6 separate regions of the Mus musculus genome follow, and all the other regions are linked to region 1. Evidence: chromatin contacts called from public ChIA-PET, HiChIP or PLAC-seq, Micro-C and promoter capture Hi-C data. All regions are on one chromosome and are shown on one strand. The core of a region is the stretch at or near the end of the contact, and the rest is flanking DNA. Distances in the headings are between cores, read along the strand shown. Region 1 holds the start of Arf4 (ADP-ribosylation factor 4). Region 2 holds the start of Ccdc66 (coiled-coil domain containing 66). Region 3 holds the start of Zcchc24 (zinc finger, CCHC domain containing 24). Region 4 holds the start of Anxa11 (annexin A11). Region 5 holds the start of Tasor (transcription activation suppressor). Region 6 overlaps Gm52095 (a long non-coding RNA gene).

Evidence for each region. Promoter capture Hi-C pulls out the DNA fragments that hold promoters and counts their contacts. A called contact is a pair of places that touch in the nucleus more often than the background predicts. ChIA-PET counts read pairs in DNA pulled down with a chosen protein or histone mark. HiChIP or PLAC-seq counts read pairs in DNA pulled down with a chosen protein or histone mark.
Region 2: a promoter capture Hi-C map of pre-B cells shows a contact between it and region 1, with 2.8 times the contacts expected there. The contact joins the promoter of Ccdc66 here to the promoter of Arf4 in region 1. A contact is called at or near these places in 4 of 39 promoter capture datasets (cranial neural crest, hippocampal neurons, liver and 1 more), 1 of 484 Hi-C or Micro-C datasets (pre-B cells), 5 of 115 datasets of contacts at active chromatin or transcription factors (astrocytes, bone marrow-derived macrophages, cardiomyocytes and 2 more) and 1 of 9 other capture datasets (liver).
Region 3: a Micro-C map of embryonic stem cells shows a contact between it and region 1, with 7 times the contacts expected there. The contact joins the promoter of Zcchc24 here to the promoter of Arf4 in region 1. A contact is called at or near these places in 2 of 39 promoter capture datasets (liver and neural stem cells), 1 of 484 Hi-C or Micro-C datasets (embryonic stem cells) and 1 of 115 datasets of contacts at active chromatin or transcription factors (microglia).
Region 4: a contact with region 1 is called in an H3K4me3 HiChIP or PLAC-seq map of the SCID.adh cell line, with 9 read pairs. The contact joins the promoter of Anxa11 here to the promoter of Arf4 in region 1. A contact is called at or near these places in 6 of 115 datasets of contacts at active chromatin or transcription factors (the SCID.adh cell line, epiblast stem cells, extraembryonic endoderm stem cells and 3 more).
Region 5: a contact with region 1 is called in an H3K4me3 HiChIP or PLAC-seq map of bone marrow-derived macrophages, with 7 times the contacts expected there. The contact joins the promoter of Tasor here to the promoter of Arf4 in region 1. A contact is called at or near these places in 9 of 39 promoter capture datasets (the 3T3-L1 cell line, the C10 cell line, cranial neural crest and 4 more), 2 of 484 Hi-C or Micro-C datasets (CD4 T cells and muscle stem cells), 4 of 115 datasets of contacts at active chromatin or transcription factors (astrocytes, bone marrow-derived macrophages, memory CD8 T cells and 1 more) and 2 of 9 other capture datasets (adipose tissue and liver).
Region 6: an RNA polymerase II ChIA-PET map of memory CD8 T cells shows a contact between it and region 1, with 49 read pairs. The contact joins the enhancer-like site here to the promoter of Arf4 in region 1. A contact is called at or near these places in 3 of 39 promoter capture datasets (the C10 cell line, cranial neural crest and pre-B cells), 1 of 484 Hi-C or Micro-C datasets (pre-B cells), 2 of 115 datasets of contacts at active chromatin or transcription factors (bone marrow-derived macrophages and memory CD8 T cells) and 2 of 9 other capture datasets (adipose tissue and liver).

What each region holds. Positions count from the first base shown.
Region 1 is chr14:26,635,756-26,640,656 of GRCm38.p6, reverse strand. Arf4 (ADP-ribosylation factor 4) reads right to left here and starts at 2,523. Exons shown (of 6, transcript NM_007479.4): 1 at 2,171-2,523. The coding sequence starts at 2,237.
Region 2 is chr14:27,506,107-27,511,007 of GRCm38.p6, reverse strand. It overlaps Ccdc66 (coiled-coil domain containing 66), which reads left to right and starts at 2,548. Exons shown (of 18, transcript NM_177111.3): 1 at 2,548-2,586; 2 at 4,293-4,357. The coding sequence starts at 2,576.
Region 3 is chr14:25,766,839-25,771,739 of GRCm38.p6, reverse strand. It overlaps Zcchc24 (zinc finger, CCHC domain containing 24), which reads left to right and starts at 2,668. Exons shown (of 4, transcript NM_001101433.2): 1 at 2,668-3,129. The coding sequence starts at 2,884.
Region 4 is chr14:25,839,772-25,844,672 of GRCm38.p6, reverse strand. Anxa11 (annexin A11) reads right to left here and starts at 2,518. Exons shown (of 15, transcript NM_013469.2): 1 at 2,378-2,518.
Region 5 is chr14:27,426,828-27,431,728 of GRCm38.p6, reverse strand. Tasor (transcription activation suppressor) reads right to left here and starts at 2,895. Exons shown (of 24, transcript NM_001114879.2): 1 at 2,345-2,895. The coding sequence starts at 2,660. It overlaps Gm52095 (a long non-coding RNA gene), which reads left to right and starts at 3,102. Exons shown (of 4, transcript XR_003951011.1): 1 at 3,102-3,187.
Region 6 is chr14:27,403,404-27,408,304 of GRCm38.p6, reverse strand. Gm52095 (a long non-coding RNA gene) reads left to right here. Exons shown (of 4, transcript XR_003951011.1): 4 at 2,143-2,423. Arhgef3 (Rho guanine nucleotide exchange factor (GEF) 3) reads right to left here. Exons shown (of 10, transcript NM_001289687.1): 10 at 4,394-4,901. Among named protein-coding and RNA genes, the nearest start is that of Gm34702, 5.5 kb to the right of the region's middle. Within about 2 kb of position 2,679, at least 103 of the 459 cell types and tissues checked have an H3K27ac peak or open chromatin away from gene starts, as enhancers often do. A contact at or near this core is called in adipose tissue, bone marrow-derived macrophages, liver and 2 more, where this site is marked.

The DNA of each region.
Region 1 (4,901 bases), core at 1,274-3,773:
CTCAAAACGTAGGAATTACCAGACTTCCAAACTACTGTGTTCCCAGTTCACACACAGAACCGACATTTATACTTCCTCTGACGAGTTACCATGAAAGGTGACTCTATGACTAGACTGCTTTTAAACAAGGAAAACAGTATTTCTACATTACAGTATAAAGTAAGAACAGCAAAGCGAGGGCATTCATCCCATGGCTGCCTTTCAGTTCTCAATCTGCTGGTTTACTACCTTTGCTCTTTCAAACTAATTTTATCTAGCTGGGTCGGATAATAATAAAATTAGAAAGTCAACTTTTAGAAATCATTTTTTTAAGCCAGATAGTTCTAAAGAACCTTAATTAAGCTATTAAAAAAAAAAACACTGTTTAAGAACTGCTTCTCAGTAACAGGTTTTATTGCCCAGCAGAGACCATTTAATTGGGCACAAGCATGACAAGTGTACACCTGTAATCCCAGCACTTGGCAGGCAGAGGGAGGTGGCTATCTATGAGTTTAAGATCCATCTGGTCTACAGAGCTACACAGTGAGTTCCAGGACAGCCAGGGCTATATAGAGAGACCCTGATGTCATTTTAAAACAAAAAGAATAGCAAACCTGAGTGAGTAAATACTTAAATAAAAAGAGTAAACCCAAACCGTGACTTCCACCCCTTCCGTAATCTCAGCTAGCTAAATGCTTGTCTACTTCCATTCTCTTTCAATCAGGATGGACAGGAGAGTTTCTCAAACATAGTACAGTGCTTAAACCATCATTTCACGCTTCTCCCTCCATCCCTTTAGCCATCACAAGACTCTGACAATGACAGTAACATCGACAATAAATTCTTTATTTTTCAGTAACACAATCCTGTACTGGATAATCTCTAAGAAACCCATTTATCACAGTGCAAAGTCCTCCCTTTGACTTCAGCCTTTTTCATACTGCCAATTTCTAACCAATTAAAGCTTAAATAACAGTCTGCCCTCCTAAAATAATTGTCCTTTTCATAAAGAGTATCTGCAAAACTATGAAAGAAAACATTTTCACTTAGCTTTGTGAATGGATCTCGCACAATTGTTTTTATGAATTGTAAAGAAGCTGAACAAACTAACAATAGCCAATTTGTACAGCCACGCTCTGCAGCACTACGGAAACTGAAGCGCTCCATAGGAGTGGGTGCTCAAAATAACCCTTTGCTCCTCACACTCAACAAGCGTCAACATTCAGTGTTCTCGGGGCTTTTTAAAAGGCGTCATTCAGGTCCTTGCAACTCAGCTGTGAGGTAGACTGCTGTACTAAGGAGAGGCCACTTTACAATGCCCAAGCGAAAGGCCTCCGCTGGGCAATAAAACCTGTCACAGCGAGGCAGCTTTTTAAACAAACGATTTTTTTTTTTTTTTGTAGCTCAATTGAGGTGCTTTACAACTATCCGTTTAAAAAAAAAAAAGATTTCGTCTCTAAAAGCTTTTGGATTTTATTATTATCCAGGCCAAATGGATAAGATTCGTATGAAAGAGCAAAGATAGCAAACCAAACAGGTTTAGAACTGAAAGACAGCCATGGGATAACTTTCATTTTCACAGAATAGGCTTCATAATCACGAGAAAAGAAAGTCGAATCCAGAGCAAGGCAAAGTTAAGCAAAGTGAGCTCAGAAGTCTCCGGACTTTTTTTCCGAATCTTGGGTAGCACCAAGTGTGACTTCGCCACAGTGGGCCTGGTCACTTCCTGCCCCAGGCGGCTCCTGGCCCGGGCCACATACCGATGGTTGTGTGCACAGGGCGTACACGACCAAGAAAGGGGGAGGAGGAGGAAGGCTGGAATAGGCCAGCTTCACTCTCGACCGCTGCCCACCGCCAGGGAAGTGAGGTGGAAGGAAGATTGCACCCTGAGAACGGCACCTTTAGAATGAGCTCCGCCAGTGTGAGCTAACCCTACATCTATCTCCGCTCAATCTCCCCAGGCTCTCAATTACAGCAGGAAGAGAAAGGCACGTAAAGCCAGGAGCGAGGAAATCTGGCCCAACTCTCTGGCTCAGCCTCTGTGGGAAACAAACCCCTCGCCCCTCGCCCCCATTGTTCCCCGAACGATGCTTCTTGATCGCCCTCCCCCACCGCAGCCGGAGAAGGCTGGGCGCCGGGCCACCGGCTGGCGAAGACACATGGCCTTCCCCGGCCCCGGTCCCTCACTCACCCATCAAAATGCGCATCTGCTTCTTGCCGAACAGGCGCGAGAAGAGAGAGGAGATGGTGAGGCCCATAGCGGTGGTGGCACTTGACGGTCAAAAGGAGGGGGTCTGGTGCGCCCTCGGGCCTTCACGGTTCCGGCTCACAACCGAGTGGGCGGAGGAGAAAACGCTGAAGACCTGTCTCGCTGGCTGGAGTGTCGGCGAAGCCGCGGGACAGGACGTAGCGGGACCGGGACCTGCTAGGCGTCTGGTGCGGTGGCTCCGGCGCGGCGTTAAGTGTTCGGCTGTGCCACGTCACACGGCGGCCGCGGAGACTCAGGCGGCGGCCCGCCCGCTCCAACGCGGACAGAATCGCGTCAGCGCTGCCCCACCCCCCTGCGTTGCAGGCGCCGCCCGGGCCACCGCGCCTGCGCGCAATGGGCCTGAGCCCGCTACGCCGACGTGCGAACTACCGGACGTGGAGCCCAGCGAAGACGGTTGGCACAGGCAGACGGAAGGACAGGCGGGCTCCCATGAGTCCTTGCTGCATCTCGTCCAATGGGGTTCGAGGTGAGTGGCTTCCGCCCGGATGAATAGTAGTAGTCCAAGGTTCGGGTAGGCGAGATGTGCATTGTGGGCTGAGTGGTGACGTTCTTGCTGACCTCTGGGTGACTTCTTCACGGGAGCCTCGGTGGTTTCCCACTCCCACAAATGTAATCAAATCTTGCAAGCAACCAGTAAGTTTGTCACAATGAAGGAACGAAGATGGACCCTGTTTTAATAAAAAATTTCCAGGCTGGGTAGGGACATGCGATGAGACGGATTTCATGTGAAATATCCTTAGTAGCTCGCTGCTCACAGCAAGCAGGGATAGGAGATCCAAAGACAACCCGCACAACAAAGGAAAGTCTTTACTCGCATAGACTTAATTTTATTCATTTTTTGAAAAAAACTTATAGACATCTAAAGTATCCCTCTAAGGATAAAGGGGTCTCTGATTTTTGCAGTTGGGTGAAAGTATTAGTAATTAAAGCGTGGCTGGCCTTCACAAGGGCAGCATCTGATTCTAGCTTCTCCAGAGAGAATTAAAAACAGACCTGCTGGCAGAGTAAAGGTGGAAAACTCCTAGGCATGACGCCAAGAATCATCAGAATGCTATGACGGTTTTCCATCCGCTTCCAGTACTGAGGATGGAACCCAGGATTTCAAAGCTTGCTAAGAGCGTTCTACCACTGTGGACAGTTTTCCTTTTGAGATGACAAACTGCTCTCGAATTTGTGATCCTCCTACATCACCCTCCAGAATGGCCAGGTTTCTTGGCTTGTACCACCACACCCAGTAGAGTACTAATTTTTTGAGAGGTCAACTAAAGACTGCGTTTCTGAAACAGGAACCTTGTCTGTCCTATTCATTCCTATTATTCCCAGAATAATAATGAAGAATTTACTACCGTTTTACTGGTTACAAAATACGATGTAGGGGGGAAGCAAATTATCTAAGAATGTCACCTTATAACTATTGCTAAAGTTTACCGTTAGTAGCGCCCACAATCCTACCCTTCCTAGTTAGTGTTCACCAGCTCTTAAGTATTTTCTCTAGGAAGGTACTTTTTGTTTGAGCAGTTCTCTATTTCTTAGGTTCAATGTGTGATGTCTTCTGTTCAGAAATAAGGCTTCCTATTTAATGTTATTGGCAAGAGCCCACCGTTCCTCTTGTCTGAAAGCATTAAGGAAACAGAGAACTTGGCATACTGCAAATAATGACAGGGATATGACCTATAAACTATGGTATATCCACACTCTAGGATAATATGAGGAATTAAAATAAATCAGAACTATACACAGTATCCTAATAAAAATATCTCCAAAGTAGCTTTAGTGGAATGGAGGACAAATAGTAAATACAGTAAGGTGATATGAAAATAGATTTTTAGGGATATAGCTCAGTTAATGAAAGTCTTGTCATAAAAGCTTTGAGTTTATTCATTCCCCACAGATGGGAGGTGGTGACAGGATGATGAGAAGACCAAGGATATGCTCCACTGCAGAGTACAGGCTGCAGGGGCCAGCCTCAAGTACATGAGACTGACTCTAAAACAAAACACACGTTTCTGCCATCTGTGATAAGGCACATTTGTAATCCCAGCTCTTGTCAGATAGAAAGTGGAGGATCAGGAAGACAAGGTTATCAAAGCCTGAACTCTATGAGAACCCAGCAATAATACAGTTTATCACTGTGTATATTTGTATATTTGTATATCTGTGTATATTGTATGCAAGCATGTGGACACAGCACAGGAATTTAAAATAGTATTCAGTAGTCATTAGCAGTTACCTGATTAACTATGAAGGAAGGAAAACTTTGCAGGGAATGGAGAAACCCATATTGAAAGGGTCAAAAAAAAAAAAAGAGCTTTACTTGTACTTTAAAAAAAAATCACTTTACTGAGATATAACTTCATGCACTGATTTGCCAATTTTAAGTGTACAATTTAATAACATATATTCTGCCATATAACTGTTTCTAAGGCTGGTGAGCATAGACATAGCCTGACAACCTAGGTCCCCACTTAGCTTGAGCTATATATACATACACAGCTTTTTCAATAATGTACCTTGCAACCTGAGACCCTCACCTGCATTAAGCTTAGTTCCTGAGAAACCCTTAGAAACTCCCCTTTTGTGGCCAAACATGTAACCAAACTAAGGGCATTGGGACAATCTAGTCTAAACTATGCCAAACTATCCTGTGAGTGAA
Region 2 (4,901 bases), core at 1,299-3,798, 870 kb before region 1:
CCCAGAAAATGTCTATTAACCTGCCGACTCTAGCCCTTTTATTTATTTATTTATTTTATATATAACACATAGGCTTTTTATGTAGCTCTTGCTGACCTGGAATTCACTATTTAGATCATGGTAGCCTTGAACTCACAGAATCCCCCTGCCTTAACCCTGCTGGGGTTAAAGACACGCACCACCACAGACAGCTAAACATTAACAGCATGGTCAAATGTACAAGTGTATTCTTCCTCCCCCCCCCCCTTTGTTGTTTTTATCTTTTCTAAACCATTTTGAAACAGGGTCACATGTAGGAGAAGCTAGCCTTGAACTCTTTGGTCTTCTGTCTTAGACTCCTAAGTGCAGGTATGTGTTTCCAAGCCTGCTTTCCAAACCTGTTTGGCTTTCTAAAGAATAATATTAGTCAGGGTTCTCTAGCGTCTGTAGAACTTTTGGAATGTCTCTATATATGAAGAGAATTTATTGTAATGAGTTATAGTCTGCAGTCCAACTAACCCAACAATAGGCAGCTGTAAATAGGAAGTCCAAGAATCTAGTAGTTGCTCAGTCCCACGAGGCTAGTTGTTTCAGCTGGTCTGTATAAGCTGGGATCCTGAAGAAGTAGTTTCCAACAGATGTGCAAGCAGGCAAAGAACTAAGCCTTCCTTCTTCCAATGCCCTTATGTAGGCCTCCAGCAGAAAGTGTGGCCCAAATTAAAGGTGTGTGCCACCACAACTGGATCTGGAACTTGCTCTGTCCCAGGCTGACCTTGAACTCAATGATATGCTTGCCTCATTCTTCTGGGATTAAAGGCATATACTACCTTAACTGGGCCTAAGCTTTTCATGGCCGCTATGCCTCAAGATCTGGATCAAAAGTATGTGTCATCCCAAGTCAAGATCTGAGTCAGAAACCCGTGTCTTCTAGCCTCATGATCTGGATCACAGGTGTGCCCTCCATTTCTGAACTGTAGTTCATTCCAGAAGTTGACAACTAGGAATAGCCACCACACCTGTATAGCCTAGGCTGGCCTCACACTATGGAGGACCCCCAGCCTCTGTCTCCTAAGTGGCAGCAGCTGTGGTTACAGAAGTGTACCAGACATCAACTGTTTCTCTGACACTCACTTTGGTACAGGATTCCAACGGTGTGTGTGGCATGATGGGGAATTGCCCAGTCTTTGAGGATTTCTGTTGCATAGGACTAGACTATCCTCCAAGCCCAGCTACCACCATCTTCAGGATGCTTAAATGGGCCTGTCTGCATAAGATAGCACTCCCTGATAGCAGGACTGGATAGGGAGGTTCGTGGGACTCCCTCCTGAGCATCCCTCTCAGCCAACCAAATCCAATACTGCTGTAATGACACGTGGGCTCTGGGAACTCAAGGGGAGCAGATGCCCAGCTATCACATCCAGCCGTGAGCTTGAGCTTGTCGCCAGCCTTGCTAAGTGCAGACTTTACATTTACTTTCGGATTGCCCAAACTCCTGAAAACCCTCCTGCATGCTCCGGAAGTGACCCTAATAATGTCTCTACTATTGGGATCCTAGGAGGAGGGAGGTAGACATTGCCTTCTTTTATTATTATTATTATTACTAATAATAATAATAATTTATTTATTTGGTTCTTTTGAGACAGGGTTTCTCTGTATAGCTCTGGCTGTCCTGGAACTCACTTTTAGACCAGGCTGGCCTCGAACTCAGAAATCTGCCTGCCTCTGCTTCCTGAGTGCTGGGATTAGAGGTGTGCGCCACCACGCCCGGCTGACATTGCCTTCTTACACTTTACCCTCAGCAGCTTCTTTATGGAAGTGACATTTGTTTATTTTTATGTGGGGATTAGTGGGGGTGGGGATGGGGGTAGGGATGGTGGTGTCTTGGAACTCACTCTGAAACAGGCTGCCGAGGGTGCGCCCTCCCCGACTCCAGTCTGACACCAGGATTGATATAGCTGCAGGAGGCTTAGCCCCCTGACGTGAGTACTGGGATTCTCTGGAAGAGCAACAAGTGGAATTTTGGGCTGAGTCTAAAAGCGTCAGCTGGGGTTATACACATATTCACATTAGATATAAGATCTGTAGTATAATTGTTAAGTGGTCAGTGACCCAGGCAAGTCCTTTTGCCTCTTCGTGCCTCAGAGATAGCACTGCTAACGACGGATATACGAGTTTGGTCCACACTGTGACTGTTGCTGCAGTATTTAAAGAACTTCAGCCTGTAAGGTGTGGGAAGCACGAAGAGACAGAGACATATACTCTGTGTCCTAGGCGTCACAAGTCCTTCAACTAAATAAACCTCTCCTCCAAATATAAAAGAGAATGGTTACATCTGTTGTTTCTGCCTATTTGGAAACCTCCATTAGAGCCAAGGCGGCTCCCCAAGGTTGGCGGTGATCACGAAGAAACCGCAGACGCCCCCGGAGAGGGATCTAGAGTCCGGGGAGGCCGGCATCAACGAACGGACCCGCCAGCATGTCCCACTGTGATTGGCTCGGCTGGCCCCCGGCAACCAATCAGCATAGCGTTTGTTGAGCAGCGGCAGCAAGCTGGGTACACAAGTGACCTGAGCGAGCTGCGGGTGGGCGGCGGGGCCATGAACCTGGGGTAAGCCGGCGGGGACTCGCTGGGCTGTAACTTTCAGCCGGCGCGTGGCGGCGGGCGGGGTTCCGGGTCCAGCGCGGACCGTGGTGTTGGAGCGCCCCGGAGGGGAGATGGCGCCCCAGAGGGCGAGATGCTCGGGGAGCTACGGCTGCCCCGTACTGAGCTGGAGCATCCTCAGCTGGGGCTGGACCGAGTCTGGGGTGCGGTCTTCATCTTCAGAAGTTCATCGTTTTAGGAAAACCAGCCACCAGACCTAGACGTAACCGCGCATCCAGAAGCTGAATGTTAGGTTCTCTTCTGGGAGTTTAGAAATCAATGAGGCAGCCTGCCCCGTAAGCTTGCGGGGCGGTAGTATAGAGACTTAGCAACTTCAGATTCATTCAAGAGGTTGCCTTCTAACGTACCCATGAGCTGTTTGTAGTCCTGCAACGGGGTGGCCTCTGACAACCTATATCTCCCAGATTGTTTCCTTTTACAAACGCAGGCACTTTGATTCTCGCTACCAAAGCAACTCTGAGTTTAAAGTTGCTAGTCAACCTGCTCGCCCTTAATTTCTTGGTTTGGTATTTTCTCTTTGACGTTGTCGTCATTACTGTTCATAGACACATAACGCCCACCCCGTTCCCACCCCACCCCCGTAAGACTGTGTAATACTGTGTGTAGAATCCCATCAGAATTTTGTTGACTTTAATAGACAACGTAAGTTTTGCTGGTAGTGTTTACCGTTTCTTTATGGTGGCGCTTTTGACATGTAAAGTGTCATATTAGCCAAAGTTTATTGTTTATTTATTAAGATAGTAATAGAGTCACTAAAGCAATCGTGTAGTATATGAAATAGTCCAAGTTGTGTGGAATTCTGTATTTAAGCAGCCGTCACATTGGTGACCATTTTAGCCATCTTTCAGTCGCGTCTATTCCTCCTTGGAATCTGTCAGTCATGAAATTGTTAAAAACAAAACAAAACAAAAAACGCATAAATAGCTTATCTATGTCTTGTACCTGGCTAAGGAGTTCTGGTAGCAGCATGGGACTTTTGGTATAGAGCTGCAGGTTAAAGGATGCTGCAATAACTGGGTTGCTTTATTTCTTACCAGTAACAAAAACCAGGTTTCAGGTTAAACATGACACATGCTGGCCTCACTGAAAAGTTGTAAGAAAGTCTTTTGTATTTTTTTCCCTCTTAGGTTAAAAAAAATGTGTATGTATGAACACATATATACACATACTTTTTAAATACTTATTTTAATTTTATGTGAATGGGTATCGTGCCTGCATGTAAGTCTGTGGGCCACTTGTGCTGGTGCCCTTGGTGACCCGAGGGGCCTTTACAGACACTTGTTAACTGCAATGTTGGTTCTGCTTGCCAAGAATAGACAGTGCTCCTCACTGCTGAGCTGTCTCTCCAGCCTTGAAAACAATATTTTAAAATTTAAAGACTACTTTGAGGGAGGTTCAGGCAGGTGAATCAGGAATTCAAAGCCAGCCTGGTCAACCAGCCTGGTCTACATACATAGTGAGTTTGAGGGCAGCTTGGGCTATGTGAATTAAAAGAAACAACCAACCAAAACCCCTGCTTTGATGGTCATGTGATTCCTGTATACATTCAAAGGTATAGGTTTACTTTCAAGGTTCATATAAATATCCCTGGCTGCTATTTAGTGAAAGTTGTTAAATTAAACTTGTCAAAACAATTTTCTTTTATATTGCAGAGATGGTTTAAAGCTTGAAACTGAATTACTGGATGGAAAAACCAAGTTAATACTGTCCCCATATGGTATGCTGTGTTTTTGGACGTCGAAAATGTTTGTATGTAGACTATGTGGTAGTTTAATAGATGTTTGTTTTGCTTGTATAGTTAAATGACACTTGGAAAAAGCCTCTTTTTAATGTCTACAAATTGATATTTATCCAAGTAAAGTCAGATTGTGACAGTGATCACTATTGTCTATGTTGGTTCATAAAATATATTTCATGTGTAATGTTTTTGGTGTTACCATACCTTGTTGCCTAATAAGTAATACAGGTAGAGTTCAGATAATTCTTAAAGATTTATTTATTTATTTTATGCATGTGAGTATACTGTAGCTGTACAGATGGTTATGAGCCTTCATGTGGTTATTGGGAATTGAATTTTAGGACCTCTGCTCGCTCCAGTCAGCCCCGCTCACTCTGGTTGGTCAGTTCCACTCGCTCAGTCCCTGCTTGCTCCAGCCCAAAGTTTTATTATTATACATAAGTACACTGTAGCTGTCTTCAGACGCACCAGAAGAGGGCGGCAGATATCATTACGGGTGGTTGTGAGCCACCATGTGGTTGCT
Region 3 (4,901 bases), core at 1,419-3,918, 870 kb after region 1:
TTTGAGACAGGGTTTCATGTAGCCCAGCGATATAGTAAATAATATTTAGGGGTTTCTATCTCACCTTAGATCATTTAGTTCCCAAACGAAAGACATAAGACCTTTATATTTATAATAAGCCTTAAAGTACTAGAGCGGGGCAGATACCAACCCTCTGTGGTATTTTTGTCTACTTCCCTGTGATAATCCCCAAGATAACACCTGTCCTGTTCTGCCTGGACAGCTTCTACTCCAGCAGGCTGGCCCTCAAGGCCATGGGCTCACAATCCATTTACCCTTGTGAACTTCCTTTTCTCCTCTCCCCTTCTCCCTCAATAGTCCCTGCTTCAGACCCCAAGCCTGGGAACTGAGGCCCCGCCCACCTCTCTTCTGCCTAGCTACAGGCTACAGGCATCTTTATTAACCAATCACTGATAGTAATAGATGTTTAATTCACATCAGCAGCAGGCATTCCACAGTACCTGCTCCAGTGTTCTAGGTTCCCGGATGAAACACACACACACACACACACACACACACACACACACACACACACACACAGCCTTATAGTTTAATATGCCTCAAACAGCTCAATGGCTGGGCCACCCCCAAACTTCCGTGTGCCTAAAACCTGCCTCCTCCGATATTCCTGAGTTATTACTTACTAAAATCTATATTCCATCTTTGATGCCCTAGACCCAATGCGGGGCCCCTCTGGAGCCACTCTTATGTGATTGATATGCTCTCTCTTCTATACCTCTCAGGCTTACTCTTTTCCCAGCCTGGTGGTTTTAAATCATCTTCCTTGGTCCCCTTGCCCGAAAATCCTAAAGTCCCTCCTCTGTTTCCCTGCCCAACCATTGGCAACTTTAATTTCCAATCAGAACCAACTTGGGGCAGGGACCCTCAACATTTTACATGCGTATTCTCCTGCAATTTTGGGAACCCATTTAACACAATACAAGCGTCAGACCAAATTCACAACACTTGGGGCAGGGGGGCAAGGTTTTTACAGCAAAAGATGGTATGCAAGAGGATCTGCTCACCTTGAAGCAACCAGAACTTGGGGTACAGATTTTAGCATTTGAATACACAACAGCACAGGACCAACCCACTACAGCCCAGGCTAGCATCAAGCTCACTACATCTGGCTTAGAGATAAGTCTTGAATGAAGAAGCATATTGGGATTTTATTAGCATACGTGTTGTCATTTGAATTAGTAACTGCCAATTGTTTGATAGGCAAACTGGTTCAAAACAGGGAGATCAAAGGGTCTCTCAATTGGTGACACAGGCTAGCTCTCTGTCACACTGAAAGCTGTTGAATTCAAGCATCTACAGATGTGCTGAGGTGTCCTGGCTTGGTGACTGGTTGGGGGACAAAGGACCTTCCTGAAACAGCTTCTATTTACTGAATCTATTTTTCCACTCAACAGCTACCCAGTATGAATATAATCATTCCCATAGTACAGAGAACACAGGCTGGTTGGCAGAGGGGAGGTGGCTCATCAGAAGTCCATTTACTGGCATTTTAACACCAGGCTGAATGGCTTCAGGGCCAAATGAGGTGAAGGTGACTTGAGTCCCCATAGGGCAGTCAGTTCCTCTGAGTTGGCACTGAGAGGTTGGACCTGGTTCTTGGGTCCCAGGATATGGGGCAGCACACACCATTCTGGGACTGTGAGGTGAATGAAGGCCTCAGGATCTGGGAAGCCACTGGCTAATGCGGGCTCCTCCAGGAAAATGTGGGTTTCCGAGATCTTGTAGGCCAGGGTCCTGGAACCCCTTCAAGACACTAGGGAGAGCTGACGCTGGACCCAGGGAGCAGAAGAGGAGAGAAAAGCCAGCCTGGAGTAGAAACAGGAGAAGTGGAAGAGATGGGAGGGGGTGTAAGGGGGGAGGAGAAGGGGAGCCCTTCCTTGGGCAGGAACCTGGGGCCCCCCTCAGCGCAGGCTGTCCGCAAAACGATTCTGCAGATGGAAGGAATTAAGTGGGAGGGGGAGGGTCCTATGGTGATAGCGCGAGGAGTGTGTGTGTGTGTGTGTGTGTGTGTGTGTGTGTGTGTGTGAGTGTGTGTGTGTGTGTGTGAGTGTGTGTGTGTGTGTGTGTGTGTGTGTGTGTGTGTGTGTGTGTTTGAGGGAAGCGAGGGAGACAGAAGGAAGCTTCAAACGAGACACGTTTAAAGTGTCGTTAGAGAACATCGAGACAGTCACAGAAACACAATCGGACTAACAGCAAGAGGAGGGACTGGGAGAAGGAAAAGCTGCAAACGCCTAATTAACTAGAGAGCTCCTGGGAAGTGATGGGAACCAGCATACAGTAGAACCAACTGAATGTTTGGGCCCAATTGATTCTGAGCTCCTAGGCTGGGGAGCTGAGCTGACCCCGGGGCGGAGGGGGGAAATTCGGGAGGGGCCGCTCCTGGTGTGGGGGTCGGCGGCGTGCTACATGTGCGGACCCGCCTTCTTTCTTGTCTTGCCCCTCCCCCACATTCATATTCAATAAGACAACCAATGGGGGAGCGAGGATAGGACCGAACTGGCCGGGGTGGGGCGGGGTCTCTGTGGACCCCACCCTAGGAGCGGTCCCCGGAGGGGTCAGCGCAGAGGCAGATAGCGGATCCCCGGGCGAGGCGGGGCTGGCAGCAGGCGGGGCGGGGCCAAAAGTTTCCTGCCCAACTTTCTCTGCCTCTTTCCTCCGCCCGTGCGCGCCCACTGCTGCAGTTCGGGGAGGCGGCGGCGGCGGCGGGCGGCTGCGGGCAACGCGCGGGGCGCGGGACGCGGGGCGGATAGCCGTCGGGGCCGGGGCGGCTGGCAGTGGGCACAGGCTCCCCGGTGCCCGCCCCTCCGCCGGGAGGGGGGCGCGAGCGGGCGGCCGGGGAGGGGCCGGCACCGCCACGGCAAAATGAGCCTGCTGTCTGCCATCGACACGAGCGCCGCCTCGGTGTACCAGCCAGCCCAGCTACTCAACTGGGTCTACCTGTCGCTTCAGGACACACACCAGGCTAGTGCCTTCGATGCCTTCCGGCCCGAGCCTCCCGCCGGCGCCGCGCCCCCGGAGCTGGCCTTCGGCAAGGGCCGCCCGGAGCAGCTGGGTTCTCCCCTGCACTCCAGTTATCTTAACAGCGTCTTCCAGCTGCAGCGCGGAGAGGTGGGTGCCCCAGCGCGCGCCAGCCCGGCGCTCACTGTTTCAGGCCCCTCTTCTATCTGTTCCGCTCTTCCTGGCATGGCCCAAGCCGGCCCCGCATTGCCCAGTTCGGCTTGGCTTGACTTCGATCAGCTCTGCCAAATTTGCCGCCCGAAGTCCCTGGGGCACCAGGAGCGCGTCACCTCCCGGCAGAGCCTCCCGGAGCAGCTCAGGCCTGGGCAGGGCCCTCCCGCCCCCTCTCCGAGTTTGGAGCCCTGCTCCTAGTAAGCAGGCTCAAGGGTGTCTCCGGATTCTCTGCAGACTGCCGGGGTGCGGCTAGGGCGGGGAGCCCCTTCCTAGTCTTTCCTTCGCCCAACCTTATGAACTTTTCTGGCTGCCATTCTCTGGGACGGAGGATTGCAGAACCTGCTCTGAACTCTGAAAGGGCCTAAAAGAATCCTCCCACCGACCTCCATAGTTCTTAACCTGGAGGGCTCCCTGGAAAGTAGTTGCTCTTCCAGGGGCTTTTTCTCCTGTTCCCACCACTTGGGAACCCCTAGATCCACCCTGCAGCTGCTTGCCCTCCCCCAGGCACATAGGAAGTGGTTTCTGAGGGCTTGACCTAGCAGACTGTTCTGTCCCCTGCCTTCCCAGGCTGGAAGGAAATGAAAGGGAAATCCTTGGGGGGCGGGGGGGGGAGGGTTAGGCTGTGGCGATGGGAGGGCTCCAGCTGCCTAGTGCCTTCTCCCAAAACCTGGGATGTGTTGCAAAGGCTGCCTGCTCAATGGATTCGGTTACAAAGTCTACTGGACAGTGCATGTTACCAGCTAGATAAATACACAGGTGGCCGTGACCTCCCAGCCTCCTTTGCGGGTCTTATCCAGAGCCTTCCCAGAATCCATCTACTAATGGCACCCCACATCCGTTTGCTCCATTTTGGAAATTGCCAATACCCTCTGTGCCTTTCCCTTGCCCCCTGTGGTTTCCCTCTGCTAAAAGACGCAGGAGGTAGAGGGACACACACGGGGTCACTTTCACCTCTGACCCAGAGGTCATTGCGAGTGAGGCCTGTATATGCTGGAGTGTGCTGGGGTTGAGATGTGGCGTCAGGAGATCACCCTTTCTGGTCTCAGGTATGTGTTCAACACTGCCATGGTTTACGGGAAGACTCACAGACATGTGAAAGGCCAGCACTCCCAAGGCTGCCCTGCTGCCCTATGGAATAGAAGCTGTGCAGGAGGTCTGGGTATGGGGGCAAGACTGGAAAGGTGCCTGCAGAGCCCGGGGTGGGAGTGGGGGTGGGGGTGGGGGAAAGCACTTACATGCCAAGGCTCTTTATAAACCATAACACATGCTCTCTGCCCTGCGGAATGGTTCCTGGCTGGGATCTTCTTTCTTGTAACAATGTGTTGTCTCTTGGGGAGCTGACTTTAGGTGACCAAAGGCTTTGGAGAACTGTTTGTGGAGTATTTCTTTACTGGCTGGGTGTTTTCCATTATTAATTCTCTTAGCAAATATTTGTTGAGTTCTACACAGGACAGGGGTGAGGAGCCTGGGGCTGGGGGGGGCAGGGGGGAGCATAGACAATACGTGTGTGAGAGGAAGGTGAGTGATGGAGTGTTCTCATGGCTCATAGTTGGATAGAGGTGCACTCAGGGAACATCTTTCATCTAGGGAGATGACTGTGACCCAGAGGTCCCATGACCCAGCAGGGTCCCTAAGGAGCCTTTACTAAGACTCCCTCAGCTCCCATCCCAGCATCCCTCATTCCTTACATGTGGTCTCTGCTGGGTTGC
Region 4 (4,901 bases), core at 1,269-3,768, 800 kb after region 1:
TAGCTGTCGCATTTGATTACTTATACACCACCACTTTGCCTTGTGTGCTTTATGCATCCTCCAGCCACCCGTGATACACAGGTACAGTGCATCAGTTGCCACTGGTTCTAACCGCTCAGTACCTGAGCATGGCAGAACTGTTAAAAACATCAACTTGTGCCAGGCAGCAGTGGCCAACCTGCACCATGCAATGGTGGCACACACCTTTGATCCCAGCATTTGGGAGATAAGGCAGGCAGATCTCTGTGAATTCAAGGCCTACTTGATCTATAGAGTGAATTCCAGAACAGCCAGGACTACACAGAGAAACTCTGTCTCAAACAAACAAACAACAACAACAAAAACCCAAACCCTAAAAACCCATTAACTTGCTGGGCATGGTAATACATGCTTTTAATCCCAGCACTCAGGAGGAAGAGGCAGGTGGATCTCTCTGAGTTTGATGCCAGCCTGGCCTACAGAGTGAGTTCCAGGACAGTCAGAACTAGAGAGAGAGAGACTGTCTCAGAAAAGAAAAAAGAAAAAAAGAAAAACAACTCAAGAGGCTGGAGTGATGGCTCAGCAGTTAAGAGCACTTGTAGCCCCATGGCAGTTCACAACTCCGGTTCAAGGGTATCCAATGCCCTCTTTGTCTTACAAGGGCACCAGCTACCCACATGGTACACAGACATACATGAAGACAAAAACACTTATAAATACAAAATGAAATTTGTTTAAAAATTGTAAAAATAAGCCTGGTGTAGTGGGATACAACTTTGATCCCAGCCCTCAGGAAGCATAGACAATCAAATCTTTGAGTTCAAGGCCAACAGAGTCTATAGAGTGAGTTCCAGAACAGTCAGGGCGACACACAAAAAAACAAACAAGAAAGGTAAAACTAGATTAACCATAGGACAGGAAAGCTCTCTCCGTGGATAAGAGTGAATACTGCTCTTGATGAGGACCAGATTTCAGACTCAGGACGTTCACAACTTGTAACTTCAGCTCCAGCGGAACTGAATATACACACACTTAACTAAAAATAATATAAATGCTTTTTTAAAAATATTAACTTGCTGGCCGGTGGCACAAACCTTTAATCCCAGCACTCAGGAGGCAGAGGTCTGTATGAGTCTTGATATTGAAGTTTGGGACCAGACTGGTCTACAAAGCAAGTTCCAGGCCAGCCAATGCTAAATTGGTAGACCTTGTTTCAAAAGCAAGCAAACAAACAAACAACAACAACCCCCACCCCAAATTAACAAGACAACAAATTAACTCACACAATCCTCACAGTGAGTCTATGAAATAAGAATTATAATTACCCTCATTTTACAGTGCAGAAATTAATGAGGTATCAGGAAGGGATGGAGGAATCCGAAGTGGACACCTGTCTTAGAGCAACAGACTGTGTGGGTGAGCTCACCTTGCTTCCCCAGCTAGAGAATCCCGAGAACAGACAAAGCCTTGGGGGAACAGCCCTGTTAATCCTCCAGGAATTCCCAACAACTGACGGAAGCAAGAAAATAATGAAGGAGAATAATGGGAGCAGGCTGAGGGTGAGCAAGACACCTGGCCCTTCCCCGCAAGGATCTGGGTCCAAGTCTAGTCATCCTTTCGACAATGACACACACCGCCATCAACAAAGTTGAACAGCCCAACCCAGGGCCGCATTTGTAGCTTTCTTCCGCAATAAGGCAGCCTCGGGGCAAGGCAGCCTCGGAGCAAGCAGGGAGCAAGCTAGTTGAATCCTGTAAAGGGATCAGACAGGTAGGCTGACACTCTAGGTGTAGGGTCTGGGAAACCCAATCTCCAAGGACGCCCACTGATTAGCCGGCGGGGAGAAAAATCTCTAAAGAGAATGTGCCCAGCATGAGTTTAGCTATTCTCCCCCAGATTTGTTTGACACCTTGTACGCCTTTAGGAGACTGGCCTGAGCCCACGGGACGTCCGGGTTGCCAAGCTCAAGCAAGCGTTCTTGAAGACTCTGGAACGAGAAGCGGGGGCAGGGGCAGAGGGATCCTAGCTGGATACGCGGTAAGGAAGACAGGCAGGCAACACGGCATCTGGCACAATCGTGCATTCTCTGGACCGCTTAGGAGCCTGCCTTATATAAACCCAGGGTGGCAGGTCCAGGAACCCGCGCCCTGCAGTTCCGGAGCAAAGTTCCCAAAGACAGCTTTCTCGGCCCGCTGGGCTCCGCTCAAGCTTCTCCCGGAAGCGCACTGAGGTAAGACCTCAGTCACCCCCAAGTTCGCACACCCTGGGACCCTGCGGTCCCAGGCTCACCTGCCCTGACCCCGTTCAACTCCGGGCCTTGTCCTCGGGGGAACATTGCACCCCACGCCACGCGCGAATACCCCTCATGCGGAAGCCGCCCGCCGGGACCCTCACGCACCTGGCACCAGGGACCGGGACACTGAGCTCGGATAGCAACTCCTTCCTACTCCCGCTTTCCTGGATCCTAACCCGAGAGTGTCTGCGCACGGTCGAAGGAGGAGCCGGCAAGGCGGAAAACTCTCCGGGCGCGGCCGCGTTTGTCGCCCCGGGGCGGAGCCGCACGAGATGGGCGGAGCCTCTCTGGAGGGGCGGGGTGCGTGGGACCACGCCCACAGGTGAGGGTTGCGCTTCAGTGGTAGCTTTGTAGGAAGCCCCGAGCTTTCCGGAGCAAAGCCGCTCTAGACCTCAGGATGAGAGGACATTCTCGCGGGTGTTTATTTTCAGGAGTTTGACAGCGAAAAAAAACTTAAAACAGTCACTGTGTACGGCAGGAGGAAACTTCACAATGGAAAAAATTACCACCTCAACCAGTGACCAGGGCCAACATCAGCAGTGGTAATTTATATTGATCTTCTGTCGTGTGGTGTCTTCCTCCTGGAGACACATGACCCCATAGTAATCGTGCAGAAATATCAGACAAGCCCCAATTGAGGAACTCAGGACTGTCCAAAACTCTCAAGGTTGTCAAAACAAGAGGAGTCTGAGAAGCTGTCACATGGAGATATGAAAACTAAGTAATGTGACATCTTGGATGGGATCCTGGGAAAAGGACACTAAGTTAAAAAAAACAATGACATCTGGACCATATATAGATTTAATAACAATGCATCAATATTGGTACATCTATTGTAGCAAAAATACTAATATGTTAATAACAGGAGAAGACCCACGTTGGTTGTTTATTTAGAAAAAGGTAGTATAGTGAGTATGATTGTGTAACATTTAAAAATAAAAATTAAGTCTCTTACTCTCCCCAGCTCACATTTAGGCACCTCCTTCCAGATGTTCAACACACTTCTACGTTTGTGTTGCTTGCTGTGCTTAAGCAAATGTATTTGTTTATAAAACAGGATTGCAGTATTTTTTTTTCCCCTCACTTTATATTCGAGTGTCCTTTCAACTGACGCCCCAGGACCAACCAGGTTCTTCGGAAGACTGCACAGGATCTCCCCCCACCCCTTACGGATTCTTCACTATCTAGCTCCCACCTGGGGTACACTTCTTTCATGGCCCACTTTTGATTTGCAAACAAGCCATTTGTCATTTGCATTTTAGGAGCCCAGTGGACTGTAAGAGCCGGAAGAAGCCTGGTTGGCAGGTGTGGTCTGCTTGCTCCAGCAGATCGGAATGAGCTAGCCTGCCAGGCTACTGCCTCACAGCGGGAAACTCAGGCTTAAGGTTTCAGAGTGAATGAATAAATAAATAAATAAATAAATAAATAAATAAATAGCAGAGGAACATGATTACTCCTAGGTATGGTGAAGGAGAAGGTTTATTGTAGAGAAAAAAGAGACATAGTCAAAGGCAGACACATCTGGGAGAATCCAGAATGGTCATGACCCAGAGCCTTGTGAGGAGAGTGGGGAGGGGAAAGGAGATGGGTGAGAGAGGAGAACCAGGTACAGCAGCTAGAAGCTAAAGGTACAAAATAAAGGGGGAGGGGTAACTAAAATCATTATATTATGTAGAGAAAAGCAGCCCTGTACCGTGGCCTGCAGAGTTGTGGGTAGAAGGCAGGTTATGCCAGCCACAGGCTGTAAGGTAAGGCAGGGTATGCCAGCCACAGGCTGTAAGGTAAGGCAGGGTATGCCAGCCACAGGCTGTAAGGTAAGGACTGAGGAATTCTGAGGGTCCAGGGTTTGAAACCTAACACAAAACATCACATAGAAAACCTCCAGGCTGGAGAGATGGCTCAGAGGTTAAGAGCACTGTCTGCTCTTCCAGAGGTCATGAGTTCAATTCCCAGCAACCACATGGTGGCTCACAAGCATTTGTAATGAGGACTAGTGCCCTCTCCTGACTTGTAGGCAGGCAGAACATTTAATAAATAGATAAATAAATCTTAAAAAAAAAAAGAAAGAAAACCAAAAGGGGATGGGGGAACACTTAATAAATAAATAAATAAATCTTTAAAAGAAAGAAAACCAAAAGGGGATGGGGGCAGGCATGGGGGCAGGCAGAAGGGCAGAAAGAACAGGGGGACATGGTGGGGACATGGGACTTGTGAAGTCTGCCACCAAACCAGCCCCAAGCCTTTCTGGACTCCAGGGAGCGACTGTTATCATACACTCTCATGGTGGGGGGGCGGGGGGGGGGTGGAGTCACCTGGCTGCAACCCCACTCCTCTGGCCCATTCTTGCACTTAACTGGTCCTCCCACAAAGGCTACGAATGTAGGCTCCTGATAGGCTGCTTTTCTCTGGGGTGGAGCCAATGCTTCTGAGAATATGAATGTAAAAATAAATCATTTAGGGCAGCGTTTCTCAACCTATGTGTCACGACTCCTCAGGGTCAAATGACTTTCACAGAAGTACCCCAAGGCGATCTGCATATCAGATATTTACATTATGATTCATAATAGTAGCAAAATTACTGTTATGACGTAGCAAAGAAAATAATTTTGTGGTTGAGGTCACCAGGACA
Region 5 (4,901 bases), core at 1,646-4,145, 790 kb before region 1:
GTTTAAAAATTAACATCCAAACTTTAAGTTTCACCAGAAAACAGTTAAGACTGGTAAATCTATAAAAAAAAATTTTTATACTAGCAAGTCAGATGACCATTAGTACCAAGCTAAATCCTAAACATACTTTCAAACCTTCTCATCAATGATGGAAGGAAACTTAACAGTCTCTATACTATTTTGTTTTCCTTCCAACCATTTGTTCTGTGTTGCACACTATATCCAATTAAGTGATGTTTAAAGAGAGAGAGAGAGACAGACAGACAGAGACAGGTAAGGCTGGTATTGCTTATTTTCAATCCCAGCACTCTGAAGAGAACGGTAGGTGGATCTCTGTGAGTTCCAAGGCAGCCAGGACTATGTAAAAGGCTGTAAGGCTGTCTTTAAAAAAAAAAAAAAAAAGGAAAAAGACTCTTGTAACTGTTCTAAAGTGACAATGTTTTTAACTATAAAATTGAAATTCAAAGACTAACTTCTCCCAATTTAGAATAAAATCTGAGATGGGTAAAATAGTTACTTGAAAGCGCTGTATTAATAGATCATGATATCACCTGTAATTCCACCTAGCAGGAAGGCTGAGACAGGAGCATTTCAAGTCGAAGGGCTGAACAACTTAAGGAGATTCTATTATTTGGTTTTTGTAAAGTTTTGATTTGACCCTATTATGTACTATTTGAACAACTGCTGCCTGATTTACAGTAAGATATTAAGAATTATTTTCAGTAAAAATTTAAAAAAACCCTACCATGTTTTTCTAACTACAACCTCCCTTACAATTGAGAAAGTAAAAATCATATCCCTAGGCAAAATGGAAACTATCTCATTTCCCCCAAGGAATACATCAGACTCCACGGAAAAAGCAGCTAAGGTTTATACTCCCTAATTCCCTGTGCCACTTTTAGTATGTTCAAGGGCAGTCATTTTAGAGCAACTTCTGGATTTGGCTTATGAAATTTAAGAAGTACATACTACCTTACTAAATTTTCAAACAGAATCCTAAAGGACTCTAAGCCAGTTTTCTGGTCCCTTTTTAAAGTCTTGTTTTAATGATTTGTTCAAAGCCTTAGTCATTTAAAATCCAAAATAGGATGTCAAAAAGGTTTGATACAGCTTGAAACTGTTAAGCCCTTACTACATTATGAGGCCCTACTTAAAAGTACTTCTCACCTTTTCTACCAACTGGCGGTTGGGGATGAGTATCTAACTTTTCTTGTATCAGCACAGCCATACACACCTTAACGACATCAAGTGAATTCACTGTCTTGCCCTACACCCTAAAGTATTACATCATTTAAAGAGTATTTCTAGAAACATTCACTTCAGCCGGCAAAGATCAACTTCATCCTTCTCTGCATGGTTTCTCATGCTATTTCCTTCGCTTTGTCATCCATTTAGAAAGGAACTTTCTTTATACTTTCATAATCTCAGTTGTGCAGAGAGTTGGTTACCCAGATGCACGGTTCCAATCAAGATTCTAAATCTTCAGATATTCAAATGACAAAAAAAAAAGATTTGGGAAATAAACAATTAAAAAAAAAAACACGCAGTAAGAAGGTAAGTGTTTAAGTCAAATCCAGAAAATTCCAAATTATCGGACAGTCAAAACCTACTCTAAGAAAAAAAAAAGTGTACGTTTTACAATATGGCACTAAGATCTCAAAAAGTAAGCAACCCAACTGTTCCTATAATCGTTTAAGAAAAGTCATTCTAGGCTTGGAAGTTATACAGAAGAACCTACGTAAGCTAATGCTTTTCCAAAAAAAAAAAAAAAAAAACTACATGGAAATGAAGTGTGATGGAAAACTGCATGGAGCGCATATACTAATGGAGAGTTTTCTAAATAGAAGACGCTGACATCGAGCACATTTCAAGTAGACACACAGAGCTGAAGAATTTCCACAGTGAGAAACACTTGTCCTTAGAACGCAGTGGCCTTGGAGAAAGCCTCAGAATCCATGGCCACAGGCTACTTCCACAAGCAGACTTCTCAGAAGCATCTTTAGGAGGCCACCATCAGCTTCTCTGCCTTCGGGGCTTGGGGGAAAAGAGGGGCACCGAGCACCATCTTTCCGCTCGGGGAGCCGCAGCCTTATGGAAACGCTTCAAACCTGAGCTACTTCCAACTTCCACGGGGAGAGGGGGAGCGGCGGAGCGTGGTTCCACCCTATCCTCTCGCACCAAGGGCGGCTGGGCGGCCGTGGCCGTGAGCGGAGAGGCTGCTGGCGCTTGCGTGCGTGTTTACGTGTCTCGGATGGGTGTGGGGAGAGGAGACAGAGAGGTCTTAATGAAAAAGATGGAGGGGGAGGGAAGCGAGAGAGGGGGTGGGAGGAAGGGGAGGCACCACCTTTCTTTTCTCTGCTCTTCCTGGGGATCTGAAAACTCCGCCTAAAAGGCCTTTCCGGCTCTTCGGCGCCTTTGGGCAGAGCGGCCGCGGCCGCTTCGGAGGTTTGCTGAGGCTGCTCGTGGCCGTAGCTCCGGGCGGCTTCAGCTGCCGCGGTCTCCTCAGGCCCCGCGCCGCCGCCGCCGTCGCCGCCGCCATTTTGTAGGGAGGACTCAAGCTCCGGAAGCGCTGGCTTCATCCCGTCGTCTCCGCCGCCGCCGCCGCGGCTTTTCCAGCTCGCGTCCGTCGAAGGGGCCTCCGTCTCCGCGGCAGTCGCCATCGCGCGGGCGTGAGGCGCTCCAGGGAGCTTCCGCCCACAAGGTCGACGGGCGTAGGGGAGGAAGGGCGGCGGGCCAGGCCGCCGAGGTCTCGGCCCACCCGGCCCCTCCGCCCCCGGGGACCGCACTCCAGCCACAGAGACGCCTCTTAACCGCCACCGCGGCCCTAAGCGTGCCTCTCGCCCCGGGAGCTGCTCCGGATTCGGGCGGCTTTTCAACCGGCCCTGGCTACCCAACGTGCTCGCGTCGGGCCCGGGAGGGGGCGGGGCCTCGGCGGACCCGCTCTACCAATAGAAATGCAGAGCCCGCCTCCGCGACTGCAGAGAGACCGTTCCAGGAGGGCGGAGCCTCGCGATGCCGAGCCCGCCAAAAGAGGAGAGTGCCACGCCCGGGGAAAGCGTCGACGCCATCGCTTCAGAGTGAGGGCTTGGGCTTGGCAGCATTCTGCGGATTCCTGGGCCCTGCCCTCTCCGCACTGCGTTTGACGGAGGCAAGCCCAGAGGACGTCTTTCGGACAGTACTCTTGCAAGTAAGCACCTTCTTTCCTCCGGAGGTCTGTGGACCAAACCCGGCACATAATTGGCTGATCCTGGTCGTGTGATCGGTCTGCTCTGAGCTGATCTTCCAAAGGACCAGAATTCGAGCTCCAGCCGACATAGGACAACTCAACCAGCAGTTAGTCACTTCAAAGAATCCAAGTCCTTTTCTGGCCTCGGAGGGCACTAGGTATACGTGTGGTGCTCTATCATAAATGCAGGCAAGCCACCTATATGCATAAAGACTATAAACAAACAATAAGAAAGGCAGTGAAGAGAGATAAGAAAATGGCCTCCAGTGATAAGCAGGGTGATAACATCCTATTCCATCCAGACTTTCTGCTTTCCCAGTAGATCACGAGCACTGGTCGTACTCCAGACCAAAGCACTACATAAGCAAACATTCAATATTTGGGATTCTTCCGCACAATTTACAACCTAATGATGGGAGGCACGAATGCTCGCACACCTAGAAGAATGTTCGACCACCTAGAAGAAAACAATTTGATAGTGAAATGAAGGGAGGGCCTTTCAATAGTTTCTTTCTAGGTAAGGGGTTCTGAGTTACCATCTGTATAGACACATTCTCACAACAGATACCAAGTAGATGCTTTTGCACAATTTAAATGTTGAAATTTAGGCAAATTGAGATGACAAAAGCCAGGTCTAATTTCATCCAAAGTATTTATACAGCCTAAGGCCTAGTTTTCAAGCAGCTCCGGCCCAATAATGCATTTGATGAAGAAACACGGGATACTTTTTACTCAAGATCTCTAAGCAACAGCAGCAGGACGCCCAGGTCTTTGTCCCCCAACACCTCAATATTACTGAAGGAATTGTTAGGCCAAGATAATAAACTGCAAAAGAGCCACAGCCTCTGTCAAGTGATTGGTACTTGAAGAGCTCTCCAAGAGCAGCAGAGGATCTGGGATAAGCATCCATTGTTTGGCATCGTGTGTAGTGTAAAACCTGCACCTCTGTGAACCAAATCAAGGAAAAGTGTATGTAAATCAGTTATTAGTAAACAGGGTAGGTGCTTGGGATTTAGCTGAGTTCACGGAGATTGCCTAACATATACAAAGTCCAGGTTTTAATCTACCAGCACCAAATGAACTGAGCATGGTGGCACACCCCTGGGAAGGTAGAAGCAAGAGAGAAATTCAAGGTCATCCTGGGCTACCTGGGGATTAGAGGCTAAGGTAAAAAGTACATTTTAAAACTTTCCTTTTTTGAATGGTGAAAGAAAAGGGAAGGTTTAGAAAAACTCCTACACTATTTTAGTCACTTTTTCATACTGGGGAGGATGAGCTTGATGGCACATACCTATTCCCAGCCCTCAGGGGGAAGAGGTAAGAGGAGTTATACATGTCCAAGGTCAGCCTGGACTACACAGTAAGACCCCTGTATCAAATAAAATAAAACAGGAGAGGGCCAAGAATGTAGCCCAAGTTGAGACTTTGAGTTTGCCCCTAGAATTCTGGCAGCACAAAAATAGATAGACAGGTGGGTAGATAGATGATAGATACATAAGATAGATAGACAGACAGATACAGACAGGCAGAAAGAGTTAGGAAAAGGAGCATGCTTTCTTTACCTGATGTGAAAGAAGATCAAAACCTAACACTTTGCAGACCTTACATGGTAACTTTCTTTTTTCTAAATGTTCATCTTTATCAAATTAAAAGTTACCTGGGAATTAATTAGATA
Region 6 (4,901 bases), core at 1,430-3,929, 770 kb before region 1:
AAGCCATGAGTCAAATTTCTTCTTAAATTGTTCCTCTCTGGCATTTTGTCATAACAATGCAAACCTCACACAAGTAGATACTTTTTAGTCTCCCAGAATTCTCAGATCCAGGTTTTTTTTAAAAAAAAAGAATTAATTTTATGTATATGAGTACACTGTAGCTGTCTTCAGACACACCAGAAAAGGGTATCAGATCCCATTACAGATGGTTGTGAACTATCATGTGGTTGCTGGGATTCGAACTCAGGACCTTTGGAAGAGCAGTTCATGCTCTTAAGCACTGAGCCATCTCTCCAGCCCCTCTACCAGGTTTCTTACCCTAGAGGTCTCTGGATGGTGACTTCCTTAGCTTTATCTGGTCCAGAAGGTATTTTGCTTCTGTTTTTGAAAGATTTTCTTTTACCTTAAAAAACTGCTCATCCACAACGACAGGAAGCAAACAAATATCTCAGAATTGTTTTGAAGCCATTCATACTTTGAACCCAACATGGTGGCGCACGCCTTTAATCCCAGCACTTGGGAGGCAGAGATAAGCGGGTTTCTGAGTTCAAGGCCAGCCTGGTCTACAGAGTGAGTTCCAGGACAGCCAGGACTATACAGAGAAATCCTGTCTTGAAAAACCAAAATAAATAAATAAATAAATAAATAAATAAATAAATAAAATAAAAATAGAAGTTGAGGATGTAGCTCAGTGATGTGAGTACTCACCTACTGTTTGATCCCAGTGTTAATACATGCAGAAAAACCCAATTTAAAAGTGCATATATGAAGGCTAGGTGTGCTGCTCACTATAGTGCTGTAATGTAGTCAGAGCCAGGAGAGTTGCTCCAAGCTCAAGATCAGTCTATTCTCTACAGCAAGTTCGAGATGAGTGTGGAAAACACAGTGAGACCCTTTCTCCAAAGGAAATACACACACACACACACACACACACACTCCCTAGCGCAACCCGATGAACAACAACAACAACAACAAAATTCCTGATTCTCTTTATTGAGAAGGCTCCTAAAAGTATGTACACATATATCAAAACTAAAGAGGCTCCCGCCCAAGGGTTCACCTTTGCTTTTTCTTTTAGCATGTACTAAGCAATGGGTTCCTCTGTGGCAAGAATTTTGTGTGTATGCCAATGTGCTGGCCCATGAGAAGTCCAGAGGGTGACATCAGGTTGGCTGCCTTCCTCTGCTGTTCGCCACCTGAACTTTCAAAGCAGGACCTCTCATTTGGTCTAAACTTCCACATGTCGGCTAGACTGGCTGGCAAGTGAGCCCTTGGGGTCCGCTCATTTGCAAACCCCCTCCCCAGGTGCTGAGGTACAGACACATGCTCTCACATGCTCACCTCCCGAGTGCTAGGATTTTCCATGGATGCTGCGGATCTGAACTCAAGTCCTGATGCTTGTACGGCAAGCCCTTTAAGACCGAGCCAACTCTCCCTGTCCCTCATTGTGACATTTCTTCAAATACAGGTGTATGTGTATACGTGTGTGTGTGTGTGTGTGTGTGTGTGCAAGTGGAGGCCAGAGAACAACCCTGGGTGTCATCCCCGGGCACACTCTCCACCTTCCCTGACACAGTCTCTGATTAACCAATTAGGTGGGCTCCAAGGATCCCCCTATCTCCTCCATCTTCCCAGTCTGGAACTACAAGATCATGCCATGTCACCTTGCAAGTGTAGTGTATTCTGAGGATCACATTAAGTCTCCATGCTTGCAAGACAGGTACTTTACCAATGGAATATCTTCCCTGCTCCCTTGTATTCATACATGAATATAATGTACTTTGGTCATATTCATACTGTTACCCTTTTGGGTCCCCTTCCCCATCACATTCTGTATCTCAAATATTCCCCCCACCATGTATGTATGTTATGACAGGGTCTCATGCAACAACTTTACAATGTAGAATCACATGGGAAAAGGGAACCTTAATTGAAGAACAGCTTTGATCAGATTGACCTGTGGCCATGTTTATGGTAAATTGTGTTCACTGATAATTAGTGGGGGGCAGGGAGACCCAAGCCCACTATGGGTGGCACCATTCCCTTTGGCAGGGAGATACATTAAAAAGAAAAAGAAAAAGCTGGCTGAGCATAAATCAGTGAGTGGACCAGTAAAGATCATTCTTCCATGGTTTGTTTCAGTTCCTGCCTTGACTTTCCTTGATGGGACTGTAACCTGAAACTGTAAGTAGAAATAAACCCTTTCCTCTCCAAGTTGCTTTCGGTCATGGTATTTATCACAGCAACAAAGGAAACTAGGCTACCCCTTGATAAACCGCTCTGTCTAGGTAGGCCTGTTGCTGACTGGGAGAACCACCAACATTCCTGAAGAAAAAAGGTGTGATGTAAGGAGCAGTGACATTGTTAAAACTGTCTGCCTACACAGACTTGAGGGGTAGTGACCTCTTCTCAAGGTGGCCTTGCTCATGTGGGGCTTCTGATCCTGATGACGTTAAGATCCCTATAGACAGCTCTGGGTTTGGGGAACTGTCTTCCAATTCTGCATGTCCATTCTCTAGAACCAGGTGGTGCTCTAGATTTGGGGAAGTAAAAAAAAAAAAAAAAATGGGTGCATAGAGAACATAAAGTTGAACAGGCTGCTCACCGAGATGGGCTGTAGCATCCTGTAACAACCACGAAGTTTGCATTCTTAGCAGCTGGAGACTTCTGGCAATGGAAACTAAAGCAGTCAGTGGCAGTGACCACAAGCCAGAAACTGAAACCACACTCTAATTCTGCACAAGATTGCCAGCCCCGGCTGTTTTCATTGTGTCTTGACTACAAGGATTACATCTAGTTGCATGTACTATAACAGCCTCAGAGCAGACTGAAGCCCATGTAGCCTGCCGCCACTTGTACTAACTCTCAAAATGTCAGCACCAACAACTAACCTTCTAGCAAAGATACAGCGCCTAGAGTCAACAAGCCAATGCCACTCTAGAAACAAAATGTGGAGACTGTCCAAAATGTCTCTGAAGCATGGGCAAAGGGAGACCAGAGAACAAAGCAGACGGGTTTTCTTTTTCTTTCACTTTCTCCCTTCCTTTCTTCCTTCCTCCCCTTCCTCACTCCCTTCCTTCCTTCTTTCTTTTTTTCTTTTTTTGTTTGTTTTTCGAGACAGGGTTTCTCTGTGTAGCCCTGGCTGTCCTGGAACTCGATCTGTAGACCAGGCTGGCCTCGAACTCAGAAATCCACCTGCCTCTGCCTCCCGAGTGCTGGGATTAAAAGCGTGCGTCACCACGCCCGGCTCCTTCCTTCCTTTCTTTTTCATTTTGTGTGTGTGTGTGATATTTAACTATGTAGCTGACTGACCTGGTACTATCTAGCCCAGGCTAGCCATCAAATTAAAACAATTCTCTTGCTTCAACCTCTACGGTGCTGGGATTGCAGACAGAAAACTTGATATTTTTTCCCTTGAGAAAAACAAAACTGGACTTACCATCTATGTGAACGCTGTGCCAAATCTAGGAGTGGACAGTGTGTTAAAGGATATGGCAGACACATAAAGACAAAACTCGTCATTAACCTTACCGGACTAACATGCTGTTGGAAATGCTTGCTAAGATCTTTAACCTGTCCCGTCTTTCTATAGACAAAACAAGAGCCCTACTCTGTCAGAGAAATAAAACCATTTCAGTGAACAAGCAGACTAAAATTCCAGCGTAACTTAAAAATGAAACTTCCCTTCGCCCTTCCTTTTCCTTGTTGTTTCAAGATATGATCACACTATGCAGTCCCAGCTGGCCTGGAACTTGCTATACAGAGTAAGCTGACCTTGAACTTCAGGAGATCCTCCTGTCTCTGCGTCTTAAGGGCTGGAGTTACAGGTGTGCACCACTACCCCTGTTAGCTTCAAGTTCACCGTCAGTCACTTGTGTCCGCAGTGAGATGCAATGCTTCTTTTCTGTCACAGCTCTGACTAAGCTTTGTATAGGGCATAGATAAAGGTGAGTGAAGGGGCGAGGGGTGGCAAGATGGCTAAAATGGGGAGAGGTGCTTGCTGCTAATGCCAAGCCGGATGACCTGAGTTCCGTCCTCAAAACTCATACAGTGAAAGGAGAGAACTAAATACTCAGGTTGTCTTCAGACCTCCACTCAAGTGTGGCAGTACCTGTGTACTTACGTGCATGCCTCACACACACATACACTAAGTACACACAAGTGAATAAATGGTGTACACTAAGTATACATGGTAAAAGAAATCAGAGCAGAATGCTTGAGAAAACAGAAATGTATGTTCTGTAACAGCTTTGCTCCATCAGTCGCACTATTTATTTCCGCAAGTAGTATTTGGAAACCACATGTAAAATTTCAGAAAGAAACTCTTGCCTTTCCAGAGGACAACCTGAGACTTGATGATGGCTGAGCACACACTGTACACAGGAGGAAAAGGTGTTTTTAATGCAATTTATTTGAAATGCTTCCAGAAAAGTTTAAGGCCATTATACAAAAGTATTCATTTCACCAAAACATCCGTCCACTCTCTTCCCACAGGCTGACAGACCTTGACTCACTGGCCACCGTGGCCAGCGGCTCTACAGAGAACAGTTGAAGCTTTCTCCATCATCCAGTGTCCTGTCTCAGCTTTCCACTGTGTCTGCCTGGAGCAGGTTTGTTTATTCAGCAACTTGGGAAACAAAATGGTTTTAAATAAACTTGTAATAGAAAAAAATTCACCACTGTTAAAATCTATAAATACAGAAATATGCTTTACAGGGTAGAACTGATCATAATATGTCTTGAAAAATAACCATGTCATATACCTGTTTTTCTATTGGTTGCTCTTGTCTCACAGCTTCTTTGAATGCACATGACCCATGTGTACAGTAAAGGGACAACTTTGTATTTTGCTGCTTCCTTTTCTGTAAACTTGATGCAGAAATTAACAACAACAAAAAACT